Regions from separate parts of the Anser cygnoides genome. Here all the other regions are linked to region 1. The links are chromatin contacts, called in public Hi-C maps. All regions are on one chromosome and are shown on one strand. Each heading gives the region's core, a stretch centred on a gene start, on an enhancer-like site or on the middle of the called end of the contact. The rest is flanking DNA. Distances are from core to core; before and after follow the strand shown.

Evidence for each region. Hi-C and Micro-C count contacts between places; a contact is called where the count stands out from the background.
Region 2: a Hi-C map of liver shows a contact between it and region 1, with 2.2 times the contacts expected there. The contact joins the promoter of PHF21A here to the promoter of CHRM4 in region 1. A contact is called at or near these places in 2 of 7 Hi-C or Micro-C datasets (both in liver).
Region 3: a Hi-C map of liver shows a contact between it and region 1, with 6 times the contacts expected there. The contact joins the promoter of ATG13 here to the promoter of CHRM4 in region 1. A contact is called at or near these places in 2 of 7 Hi-C or Micro-C datasets (both in liver).

What each region holds. Positions count from the first base shown.
Region 1 is chr5:34,409,523-34,413,239 of Taihu_goose_T2T_genome, forward strand. CHRM4 (cholinergic receptor muscarinic 4) reads right to left here and starts at 1,628. Exons shown (of 3, transcript XM_066997844.1): 1 at 1,403-1,628. The coding sequence starts at 1,457.
Region 2 is chr5:34,261,767-34,265,483 of Taihu_goose_T2T_genome, forward strand. PHF21A (PHD finger protein 21A) reads right to left here and starts at 1,791. Exons shown (of 17, transcript XM_066997838.1): 1 at 1,631-1,791.
Region 3 is chr5:34,552,332-34,556,048 of Taihu_goose_T2T_genome, forward strand. ATG13 (autophagy related 13) reads left to right here and starts at 1,565. Exons shown (of 18, transcript XM_066998753.1): 1 at 1,565-1,611. It overlaps HARBI1 (harbinger transposase derived 1), which reads right to left and starts at 1,544. Exons shown (of 2, transcript XM_013193082.3): 1 at 731-1,544; 2 at 1-109. The coding sequence starts at 1,400.

The DNA.
Region 1 (3,717 bases), core at 378-2,877:
CCAAAGCCAAGGTGTGCTGGGCACCTCTCTCACTACGTTCATCCCTGCTTCTGGCTGTGTTTTGCTGGGGAGATGTCTGTCATTTCCGTTAAAAGAAAACAACAACAACAACAAACACGACCATGACAAGAGCCGGTATCAATAGGATCCTCTTGGGGATAGTTTAGAGAGAAAAACCATACTTCTTCTGCAAACTCAGAGTAATTGGATCGCAGCATTAATTAATCATTTCGGTTCATTTCTCTTCGATGAAAGAAAGCAGACTGACCTGTGGCGACGGGCATGCCCCTCTTGTGGAGGAACAAACCTCTTTTGCTGAAAGCCTTCCTGCATCTCCAGCCCACCCTGCCCGCCAGCCTCCAGCCCAGCCAAGCGTGCACCGGGGACGTGTCCCTATTTCTTAGCCTGTCCGTGAGGGTGAAGCCAGCCGCTCAGCTCCCCTGGGAGCATGTCCTGGGGTGCGTAAAGGCACCTAGCCCGGGCTATGGGCGCTCCGAGCACACGAGGCCGGGCATTAGGAAGCAGGCAGCAGTGCCCCGAGGTGGTGACAGCTCCACGCGTCCCGCTGCTACCTGTGATTTCAGCGCGAGCATTGCCACCCGTGATGTTTCACCGGAGGCCTGGGCCCTGGCTCCCTGGCATCTCGTGTGTTTCGCTAGCGCCAGGCTCAAGGAGCCGGGTGCCAGCCCCTGCTCACCCTGCCAGCAGCGCGGGGGAACCCGGCCGCTCTCCGAGGTCACCCCGGGTGCCCGGGGCGAAGCGGGGAGCCTCCGTGTGCTGACACCCACAGCCCAGCTCCTTGGCCGGCAGGGCACGGAGGCACGACGGCTATTTCCCAGCCGGGGAAGTGCCCCTCCAGCCCCGGTGTCTGCAAGGACCGGACGGCAAACGTGGCCGCGGCGCAGTCGGAGGGGCTTAAAGAAGGAGAGAGGAGAAGCCGGCGCTGCTTTGATTTGAAGGAGTGCCAAGAACCGTCCCCCTGGTTTGAAGCCAAAGCCATGATTTTGGGAAGGAGAAGGGTGGGGCTGCGCGACCCCCGCCCGTGGGCCCCGGGCAGCCGGGATGTCACCGGGATAGGGACAGGGGGGCAGCCGCGGATGGGGAGGAAGGGGGCGAGAGCTGCCCCTCGCTGCTGCGGGACGGGACGGGACGGGGGGAACGGGACGGGACGGGACGGGACAGGGGGGACGGGACGGGACGGGACGGCCAGCGGGGCGTGCAGAGGGGCAGGGGGCTGCCTGCCCGGGGAAAGTTGGCAGAGAGACCCCCCCCCCCGCCCCCAGCTCCCCCCGGTGTGCGACATCCCCGGGGGTGCGCGCCTCGGGAGCACGCCCCCCCCCACCCCCCCACCTCCTCCCGGCGCCCCCCGGCCCGGGGGTGCCCCCGGCCCCCCGCCACTCACCGGGCAGCCCCCAGGGCGCGCCGCCGCCCGCCGCCGAGCGGTTGTCAGCGGCCATGCCGCAGCGCCGAGCACGCCGCCGCCCCGTCGGGGGCTCCGGTGCTCATGGCCCCGGCCGGCTCCTCCCGGCTCCCGGCTCCCGGCGGCGCCGTGCGGAGGGCGGGGAGGGGCGTGGGGAGGAGGAGGAGGAGGAGGGGGAGGACCCGGCTCTGCCGGCTCGGCCCGGTGCCCCCCCCTCCCCACCCCCAAAAGTGCCTCCCCCCCCCCCCCCCACCCCAACCCAGCATCGCCACCGCCACCACGTCGGGGGGAGGCTTGGAGAGGGGGGGGGACCACGGCGTCACGGTGCCGCGGCCAATCCCCGCGCCGCTGCCTCCCTCCCAAAATAAAATAAATAATTAAAAGAAGCGGGTGCCCCCCTTTTTTAACCCCCCCCCCCCCCCCTCCGCAGCAGCCCCGGCAGCACCGCGGACAGCGCCCGAGGCTCGCCCCGGCCGGGCCGACGCCGCCCGGAGCCCCCCGGGGCCGGCGGAGCCCCGCCGGGTGCTCACGGCCAAATCCCCCCCAGCTCCTGCCCCGGCCCCTCTCACGGCTCCCGCACCCGGAGAGCGGCCTCTGATGGCAGTGCGCCCCCCCCGGGGCCGGGAGATGTGCCCCTCCGCTGGGGTTTGGCCTCTCAAACCCAAATGCTGACCCCCCCCCCCCCCCCAAATGCTGTAAAGAAAACTGCTGCGCCCCGGGCGGACTCATCCGAGCGAGGAAATGTCTGCCTCAAAGACAATCTGATTGCACCGGGGTTGGGTTGTTTGATTGGGCTCTTGTTTGAAACTACAACTCCCCGTGGGTAGACAAAAGAGTGTAATGAACAGCAAGAAGCCTTCTTCCAAAGCTGATCCGGCACGGAGATAAAAACGTGCAACCAAATTAAGTACAAAAGTTTTCAACTTTTAGCTCTTCTCCCAGCGCTGTTCTCTCTCACTAGGCAGAAGAAGTGGAGCCTCCGAAGGCCCAGGCTCGGGTTCTGGTTAGAAGTCGCGTTTGCTGCTCTCTCCTCGGAACACTCGCATGTCCCTGCCTCACCCGTTTCTTTCCATCCTCTGTTTTTGGATGGCTTCTCCTTTTTTTTTCTTTTTCTTGGCCGTGCCCCGAGCTTCGCTCTGCCTGACAGCCCATCAGCAATCCCCGCTCTCCCACTACCGGTTCGGGAGCCTCCACCGGGCTCTGCCGCAAATCGTGCCCTCGGCCCAAGCCACCACATCTGCCTAGAGGCGGGCAAAATCCCCTCTCTCCCCCTGTACAGATGCTCTCAGACACACTCACAAGTTCTTGCTCCCCATCCTTCCACTGAGGCCCTCCCTTGCCCCTCACGGATCCTCTCATACTCCCGGCTGCCTCCCGCAGCGCAGCGCGAGCCCAGCCCCTGCCCTGCAGCAGCCCCGCTCCTGTGAACCCGGCAGACCCATCCTGACATCTTTAATATTCATAAAAGTCAACCCCAGTCTAAAGAAAACGTGGCTGATGATGAAAGTATTTACATTGCAAATCGCTTTTAATAACCCTCCAGTAGTCAGCTTGCTGATAAATGCTAATCTGTCTATCAGCCCCCCCCAAAAAATATAATAATAATAAAATAAAAATAAAAAAGAACCCGAAATGGAGAGGCAGAGAGCTGGGAAGCAGACAGTGACAGTGAGGGGGCCTCAGCCCCAGGCATCCCTGACCAACTGTGAACTCCTGCTCCTTCTGCAGGTGCAGGATCAGACACAACATCTCCATGTTACACATCATCTCACCCGATTTTAGCCCTCTAAAACGCTGAACACCAGGCATAGCCAATTGCTTGAGCCCATCCAAACCACTTTTGGGGCGGCCCAGAGATCACACACACCTCGGGAGAGTTAAACCCAGCAGCCTGCCTCCCACCCCGGTGCGCTGCCATCTCTCCAGTCAATAATCATCTGCTTTTTGTGTTTTAAAAGATCGTTGCTGCTATTTTAAGGTTGCACTCAATTTTGTCACATTCGCCATATAAGCACGACTTGGAATATTTCAATATAATTGTTGTGTTGCTGTCCCCATTCTTGCAACTCTTATTTGCTTTCTGGGTAATGGAAGGGGTAAAGTGCTTCTGAATCACTTCTGTTATACCTATTATAAAAAAAGGGGGGGAGAGGAGTGGAAATGCGGGCTCGAGCTGTTTCCCCTTGTACCATATCACCACGCTGACGGTCCCCAGGCTGTGGCAATGCCCTGCGCAGAGGCTGGGAGCCCAGGCAGGTCCTGAGCCACAGCTCAGGTTTGGGCAGCGTGACAGAGCC
Region 2 (3,717 bases), core at 541-3,040, 150 kb before region 1:
TGTTTCTTTCTTTTAGCTTCCTGTTCTTAGTGGTAATTTAATGTCAGTATTTAGATACAAACTATAAAGTTATGTTACACGCAGCCATTAACAAGCTTAACACGAAAGTTTGGGCATTACATGTTTACATGTGTAGAAGTCATGAATTTTAGACTTCTGTCTCTCCAAGGCTTTGAAAAGCACGTTATTTCCCTCACAGATTAAGCCTGACAACAAGGCGCTCTCCATCAAATTTAAACATCTCCCTGCTCTGCAGCATACCCAGCCTCACCAGCTAGCTCCGGGCAAGCAAGGGAAAGCCAGAGGAAACTGAATGACAAAACTGAAACTACTCAGGTGTCTTCATTGTTACAAGCAAGCACAGTGAGGAAGGGAAAAAAAAAAAAAAAGGTAAACAGACAGCCCAAACCCTTTTTATTTATGATATCCGAGAATCTACAGCTCAGAGGAAAAGAAGCTACGTTTCTGTGTTTGGGTGCGCGGGAGCGCCCGTCCCTTAAGATGACGAGGAGCACCAGCAGGTCTAGTTAAGGAAACTTCAGCAGCCCAGAGGAGCCGGCTCCTCGCGAGCCCTGCCACTGCTGGGCGCGTGCCCCTACCTGGATCTCCCACACTCGGCCCCACAGCGCTCGCCTTCCTCGCACCACGCGCGTTATTACCCCCCGTGGGATCTTTCTACACGCAGCCTCCCCAGTGAACAAAAGTTCATTGTCAAGCTCGGCGCTTGGGCCCAAACAAACATCCAGAGGGTAGGAGGGGGAGAAAGGAGAGGAAGTGCTGCTATCCGCAATGCCAAGGTTCGCGGGCAATCACCGTTACTCACAATTAAAAAGTGGGAACAGGTGTAGCAGATATCATACTTTGATAGCTGAACAAAGAATATTACGGCACGTGACCGAAATGTGATGACATTTGTTCACCAATCGAAAACAAAAGCCACTCTCCAATGGCACTCTTTCCTCCACCCCCAAGAATTAGGAACTTGGAAGTCTCTCCATATTGAAACACATCTGCTCTCAGCCTCATTTTCTGACACTTGAGAAGAAGTTGAATGAGGAGCTCCATGCATTAGCCCAACGCAAATCCACCTAAAAGCCCAGGTGTACAATCCTACCCCAGCACCCACCGAACTGCAGATGCGTTTGGGGAAAAAGCTCGACCGACAACGAAGCTCGGAATAATAAAGGGAAAGAAAGAAAAACAACAACAACACACACACACAAAAAGAAGGAAAACACCACCACTGAAAGGCAAGTGAAGAAAGGAGCATGCACAAGAGGACTGTACCAAATGGCAGAGTCCCACATACAGCCCCGCTCCACCTACACAGACGCAAACGCAGGAGGGAGGGAAAAAAATAAAATTAAAAAAAAAAAAAGTAGACATCTGTAATCCCAGCAGCGGCCGTGCCAGAGCAGAAGTGTGAAATCCCAGAGGCGTCCTTGCACTGAGCTTTGTACCTGTGCAGGAAGGGCAGCCCCAGGGCGAGGGGGGCAGGAGGGACTTGCGAATAACAAGTTGCAGAAGAAACGGAATTTTCCCGGCGCTACTCGGGCCACAAAGACGAATGAAAGGAAGGAGGAGGAAGGGAGGAAGAGAAGGGAAGGGAAAAAAAAAAAAAAAAAAAAACCTGCGGCAGCGGCTTTACTACGAATTATCAATCACCGAGAGCGGCATCATTTCCGAGCCCGTCATAAAACTTCCCCGACAGCATCACGGCGAAGGACCCGGCCGAGAGAAAAAGGGCCTGGAAATCATCATCCCGGCGAACCCCGGAGGGGAGGGGACCAGGCTCCCTCCCTCCCTCCCCCACCCCTCCCTCCCTCCCTCTCCCCTCCCTCCCTCCCCGGTGCAATGTGTCATCTCCTTCCCCTGCTCCTCCCCCCAACCCCAATGTGTCACCTCCTCCTTTCACCCCAAGTGTCACCCTCCTCCTCCTCCTCCTCCTCCTCCTCCACCTCGCCCGCTCCCAAACTTCTGCCGGCGCCCGCCGGGGGAAGGGGAAGGGGGAAGGAGGGGGAGGAGGAGGAGAAGGGGGGGGGGGGGGGACACAAACACACACAGAGGGGGGACACCCGCAGGACAACCCCCCCCCCCCCAAGCCCCGGGGAGGGGCCGCGGCGAAGTTGGTGCTCCTCAGCGCCAAGTTGGCCGGAGAGTGGCGGCGGGGGTCGGGGGGGGCAGGGGAGGAGGAGGAGGAGGAGGAGGAGGAGGAAGGCGGGATACTACACCCTGCTGGCGGCGGCGGTGCTGCTGCGGGCCGGCCGGGGTCCCCCGGGCAGGACCTCCCTGTGGGGGGGCAGAGCTCTTCTTCATAGGGGGGTGCTGGCGAGGCCGCTCCGGCGGGGCTGCCCGCTCCTGGGCGCCCCTCGCTCTCCTCCTCTCACTTTTCTTTAAGCTAAGCGGGGAGTGGAAGATGGTAGGTTGCTCCCTTCTCCTCCTCCTCCTCCTCCTCCTCTTCGCTCGGCTCTCGCCTCTCTGGGGTCCTGTTCCTTCCCCCCCTCGGCGGGGGGCTCCTCCTGCGGCGGGGAGGAGGGGGCGGGCGGGGAGGGAGGCACGGAGCCGGCGGGGCGCCGGAGGAGAGAAACTGTGACACAAAAACAAGCCGGGAAGCTCAACTCTTCTTCAATCCCATTCACCCGGCCCGGCCGCAGCACCGCTCCGCGGGATCCCTCCGCCGCCGGCCTCCCTGCTCCGCTCTGCTCTGCCTGCCTGCCTGCCTGCCTGACTGACTGCCTGCCCGGCGCGCGCTCCCGACGCCCCGCCGGGCGCGCGCACCGGAGCCCTGAGGGAACGGGACGAGGGAAGCGGGGGGGTCCCGGCCCGCCGCCCCCCTGCGGGGACAGCCGGGCGGAGGGGCGGCGGGGACGGGGACGGGGGGGGGGTGGCGGCGAGGGCGGTCTCGGCGGCTCCTCCTGAGGGGGACTACTTGACGCGTCGGTGCGGCGAATTTATTTCCCTTTGCCTAAGGAACGGGCTGTGCTGCGGCCCCCATTGCCTAGGGAAAAAGCCCGGATGTGAAGTGAGTGAAACTAAAGTCGGCCGAAGTAGGGCACCAAACTCTGCCGGGGCGGGCGGCGGGACCGGCACCGCGCCGCCATCGCCGCCGCCTCAGGGGAACCCACGGGGGAGAGTTCGTGAAGGGGGGGGGGCAACCAGCACCCCCCCCCCCCCGTTTTATAACCCCCCCCCCTCACACACACACACACACAGCGCGTCCCCTCCCCCCGGCCGGCCGGCGCGGGTGCGCGCTCCCGCTGCCGGTGCCGCGCGCGGGGCCCCGCCGCGAGGGGCTCCGCACAGGAAGTTGATGCAACAGGGCCGCCGGGCGGGGGGGGGCGCGCGCAGGAAGCTGCTGCTGCTGAGGCGATGGGGGGGGGGGGGGGGAACGGGCCGCGGGAGCGCGCAGCTCCTCGTCCCCTCAGCGCGCGGGCACGGCGCGGGGCCCCGCCGGGGCTGCCATGTTCCGGGCCGGGGATAGGGGGGGGGGGGGGGAGGCGGGTTTCGGTGCTGTGCGGCAGCGAGTTTTGAGGTATTTTTGGTGTGTTCTTTTTTTTTTCCCCTCTTTTTAACGGTCTCGCGCCGCTTTATTCCCTCAGAACGCCGCCGAGGAGAAGCGCGGCGCGCGCACGGCCCCGCGGGTGCCTGAGGGGACCGCGGGCGGCTGGCGGGGGGCGGCCGCGCTCCGTCCCGCTGCCGTGAGGAGACCGGGCTGTC
Region 3 (3,717 bases), core at 315-2,814, 140 kb after region 1:
ATGACGTTGTGGGTGGCGGAGTGCGCCATGTTGTAGCGATATTCCGCGGGTGTCTCGGGGATGTGCAGAGGGGTCATCAGCCAGGTTCGGAGAAAGAAGGAGCTGTCACCTGTTCGCAGTGAAAAGAAGGGAGACAGGTTACAGACCTACAGTTAACCACCTCAGGGTTTCAGCTCTTCACCCCAAGTTTTCTGGTAGCGTAGATACAGAATAACTTATCTCTCAGGCTAAAACAGAAAACATGAAAGAGCAACGATAACTCTGGTTTACAAATGTGACAAACAACAAAGTAAAGAGACTCCCTTTTACAGAGGGAAATCCTTGAAGTATGTGGAATAGTTCTAAGAGAATCCATTTACTGTGCAATACAGTGAAAGTAAGACAACTGGACTAAGAGCATAAGCAGAATGAAAAATTGCATAATTCAGCTTAGAAAGGGGTAGAATTCTGAAAAGGTCAAATACAAATTAAATTATACAAATCAGTACAAATTACAATATGAATACAAATTAATATATACAATGATCGGAGTATATAAAACACAGACTGCAAGTTACTGTTGTACGCTTCCAAGAGGAGGACAGTCCAAACTGAATCTCAAGTCTCGAGGAATTTGCAGGAAAGCAATCTGAACTAAACTTATCTCCTGTGTCCAGAGGCTCCCGACTCAAAGAGGAGCCAACGCAGAAAGAGCCATTCCACAGGAAAGAATGACGAAAAACCGACTTACCGAGTAGCCAGCCGTCTTTATGTAGCTCATTTTCGAACTGGCTTGTAAGGGCTGCCTGCTGTAACACGGTGCAGTCAGGCAGGCTGCCTGGCCAATGCGTTTCTGCACTCAGCAGGACTCCTCTGGCGTCGCACACCATCAGGCAGTTCAGGGAGTGGAGGCCCTTTCGGTTCACGTAGGACAGGTCCTCGGCGTTCGGTGCTTTGATCGGCACGTGGGTGCAGTCGACAACCCCCAGCACCCCCGGCATGCCCGCCAGCCCGTAGAAGTCGTCCTTCAGGCTCTGCACCGTGGCTTCATCGTCAGGAAAGCGAATAAACTGCGAGGCTCTTTCCACCAGCGCCTCGGTGACGTTGGCAACGCAGCGGCTCATGGAGGCTTGGCTGATGCCAATGGCGTCCCCCATGCGGGTCTGGAAGGAGCCGGAGGTGTAGAAACCCAGCGCGGCGAGGATCTGCGTCTCCGGGCTGATGGCCCTGGAGCGCTGCGTGGGGCGCGAGAGGCTGGCTCCCAGCAGCTCCACCAGGTAGTAGATGAACTGTCGGGGAAAGCCGTACGTGGACACCAGGTACTCGTCCGTGACATCCTCCAGCTTGAACCTGTCCAGCGTGCGGTGCCCGCGGCCGTACAGCAGCAGGTCGCAGTCCAGCACCGCGATGGGCACGGCCATGGCTGGCGGCCGGGGGCCCCTCGGGGGCTGCCCCGGGCACGGCGCTGCCCCCGGCGCCTCGGCCCGCACGAAGCCGGCGGGAAGGGGGCGCGGAGGGGCTCTGGCCGCCCAGCCGCTACCACCGCGCTGCCATCTCCCCGCCGCTCCCGTCCCGTAGCCACTCCGCTCCTCGCCGGACCTGCGTTGCCGAGACCCCCGGCCCGACCCCGCGGTAAGCCCGAAGCTCCGGGGCGCCGCGAGACCGCTGCGGACCCCCCGGGGCCGCCCCCCGCCGGGCAACGGGCGCGGCCCGGCCGCGGGCCCTCACCGCGGGGTCCCCGTGAGGCGGAGCCGGCCGGCGGCAGATTCGCCACGGCTTCACGCCGGCCTCCAGCGGCCGGGCGGCGGCCGGGCGGGCGGGCGGCTGCCAGGGGGGCGCTGCCCCTCTGCTCCCCGCCTCGCCTCCTCCCTCCCCGGCGGGGCCGGGCGGGGAGCGGCGGCCGCTGCTCGCGTGTGGAAAGTGCGGCCGCGGACGCTCAGGCGGCGCCTCCCCCGCCGCGGCGGATGAAAACAAGCGGCCGGGATGGCGGCGGCCGGGATGGCGGCGCGGCGCGGGCCGCGGCTCTGAGGCGGTGAGGAGCCCCGCCGCCACCGCGTCTCCCCACGGGGGCCGGGCCGGAGGCAGCGGCCGGGGCCGGGCGCGGGGAGCGGCGCTGAGGAGCGGGGGCCCCGCGGGATGAGCCGCCGGCACCGCCGCCCCCGCGCAGGTACCGGGGCTGAGCGGCGGGGGGGGGGGGCGGTGAGGGGGGGGAGCCCGCGGTGGGCGAGGGAGGCCCGGAGAGCCTGGAACGGGGCGAAACCCCCCTGTTCGTGTCAGCCGGGTCGGCCACGCGGCGTGTGGGCGTCGGGGAGGGCCGGGTGGATGGCCCCGTGGGGTTTCGGCCCTGTGGGGTTTCGGCCGTGATCCCGCACCTCAGCTTCTCCCAGGGGGCACACACGGAAGTTGGGGCTCGGTGTTTGTGGTCGTGGCCGTGGTGCAGCGTGTGCGGGGGCAGGCTCCTCGCTCTGCGTACTTCGGCCTGGTAAACAAAGCGAGGGATGGACCTTGGGGCTGGCACCGTGTTCAGACCGAGGGGAAGTACGGAATGTGACTGGAGTTATTTCGTTGTGTTCTTCAGCCAGGGGAGCTGGCAGGGCTGCCCTTGATAAGGTATTTCCTAAGTGGGAAGGCATTTACCAGTGGTGAAGTAAATCTACTTCCTGATCAGCAGGAAAATTGCCTCCTTATCAGTCAAAACTTAGCCATTCCGTGAGCTACAAGGCCTTTGATCAGAATATTTGTATCATGTGAAGCAATTTTTTTCCTAGAATCTGCTCTCTTTTAAATCCATACACTTTAAAGAATGACTATGGGACATCTCAACATTCAGAACAGTTTTCTCCTTCCTTCTTTCTCCCCAGGTTCCTGACTAACCCACTAAGCAGAGGAAATGGAGATTAACTTCTAGTAACTGTAGGATCCGTGTAGAGTTTGATTTACAGGCCTCGCCTTGAAGCAGAGCACTTTTCAGCAGAGATCTTTTTATAGTTGCTTATTAATGTGCTCAAAATACCTGCTTGCACTGAAGCTCCGTGATCGTTGACGGAGATCTTCTAGGAAAGCCTTCTTGGCAGTCAAGCCTATTTATCAAAGGCACTCTATTAAAAGCTTCCAAAACTTCTATGCACTTGTTTACCTGAGTGATTCAATAAGGAGCTTCTGGAGCTTCACGGAGGACGTACTCAGAGATGAGATCTGGGTCCTGTATTTACAAGAAAGCTCTGAAAGAGTGGTAAGGAACAGGGAACCCAGTCAGGGGCCACAATCAAATAGATAATTTGGGAGGGGGAACTGGGATGAGCGCGGTCTGCCTCTTAGGAATGAGAAGGGCTGTCACTGCCCTGTGCTCTATTTAATGTCAGCGTGCTGCTCTGGGGTAGAAACCTTGACTAATTATTGTGCGTATCTGTTTTAAAGGAAAGCATGATGAGGTAAAGCTGTAGCAGCCATGGCTCAGAGTGCAATCTCAGAGGAGGGAGGTAATGGCAGCAGCCCGTATGTGCTTTCCCCAGCACTAATGCTAACGCCTGGTGCGTGCCAAGTGCCTCAGCTCCTTTATGCAAGCGTCAAACACGCGTGCACAGCGAATTCCCAGGCACAAAACCCGTATGGTAATGCAGGTGCTCGCAGGTGTCGCCGTGCACCTGTTGGGCGCCAGGCTCACAAGTGCCTGCACGCAGCGCGGCCGCTGGCAGCGGAGCGGGGCCACGTGTGCTGCCTAGTTCCTCCGGGCTGCAC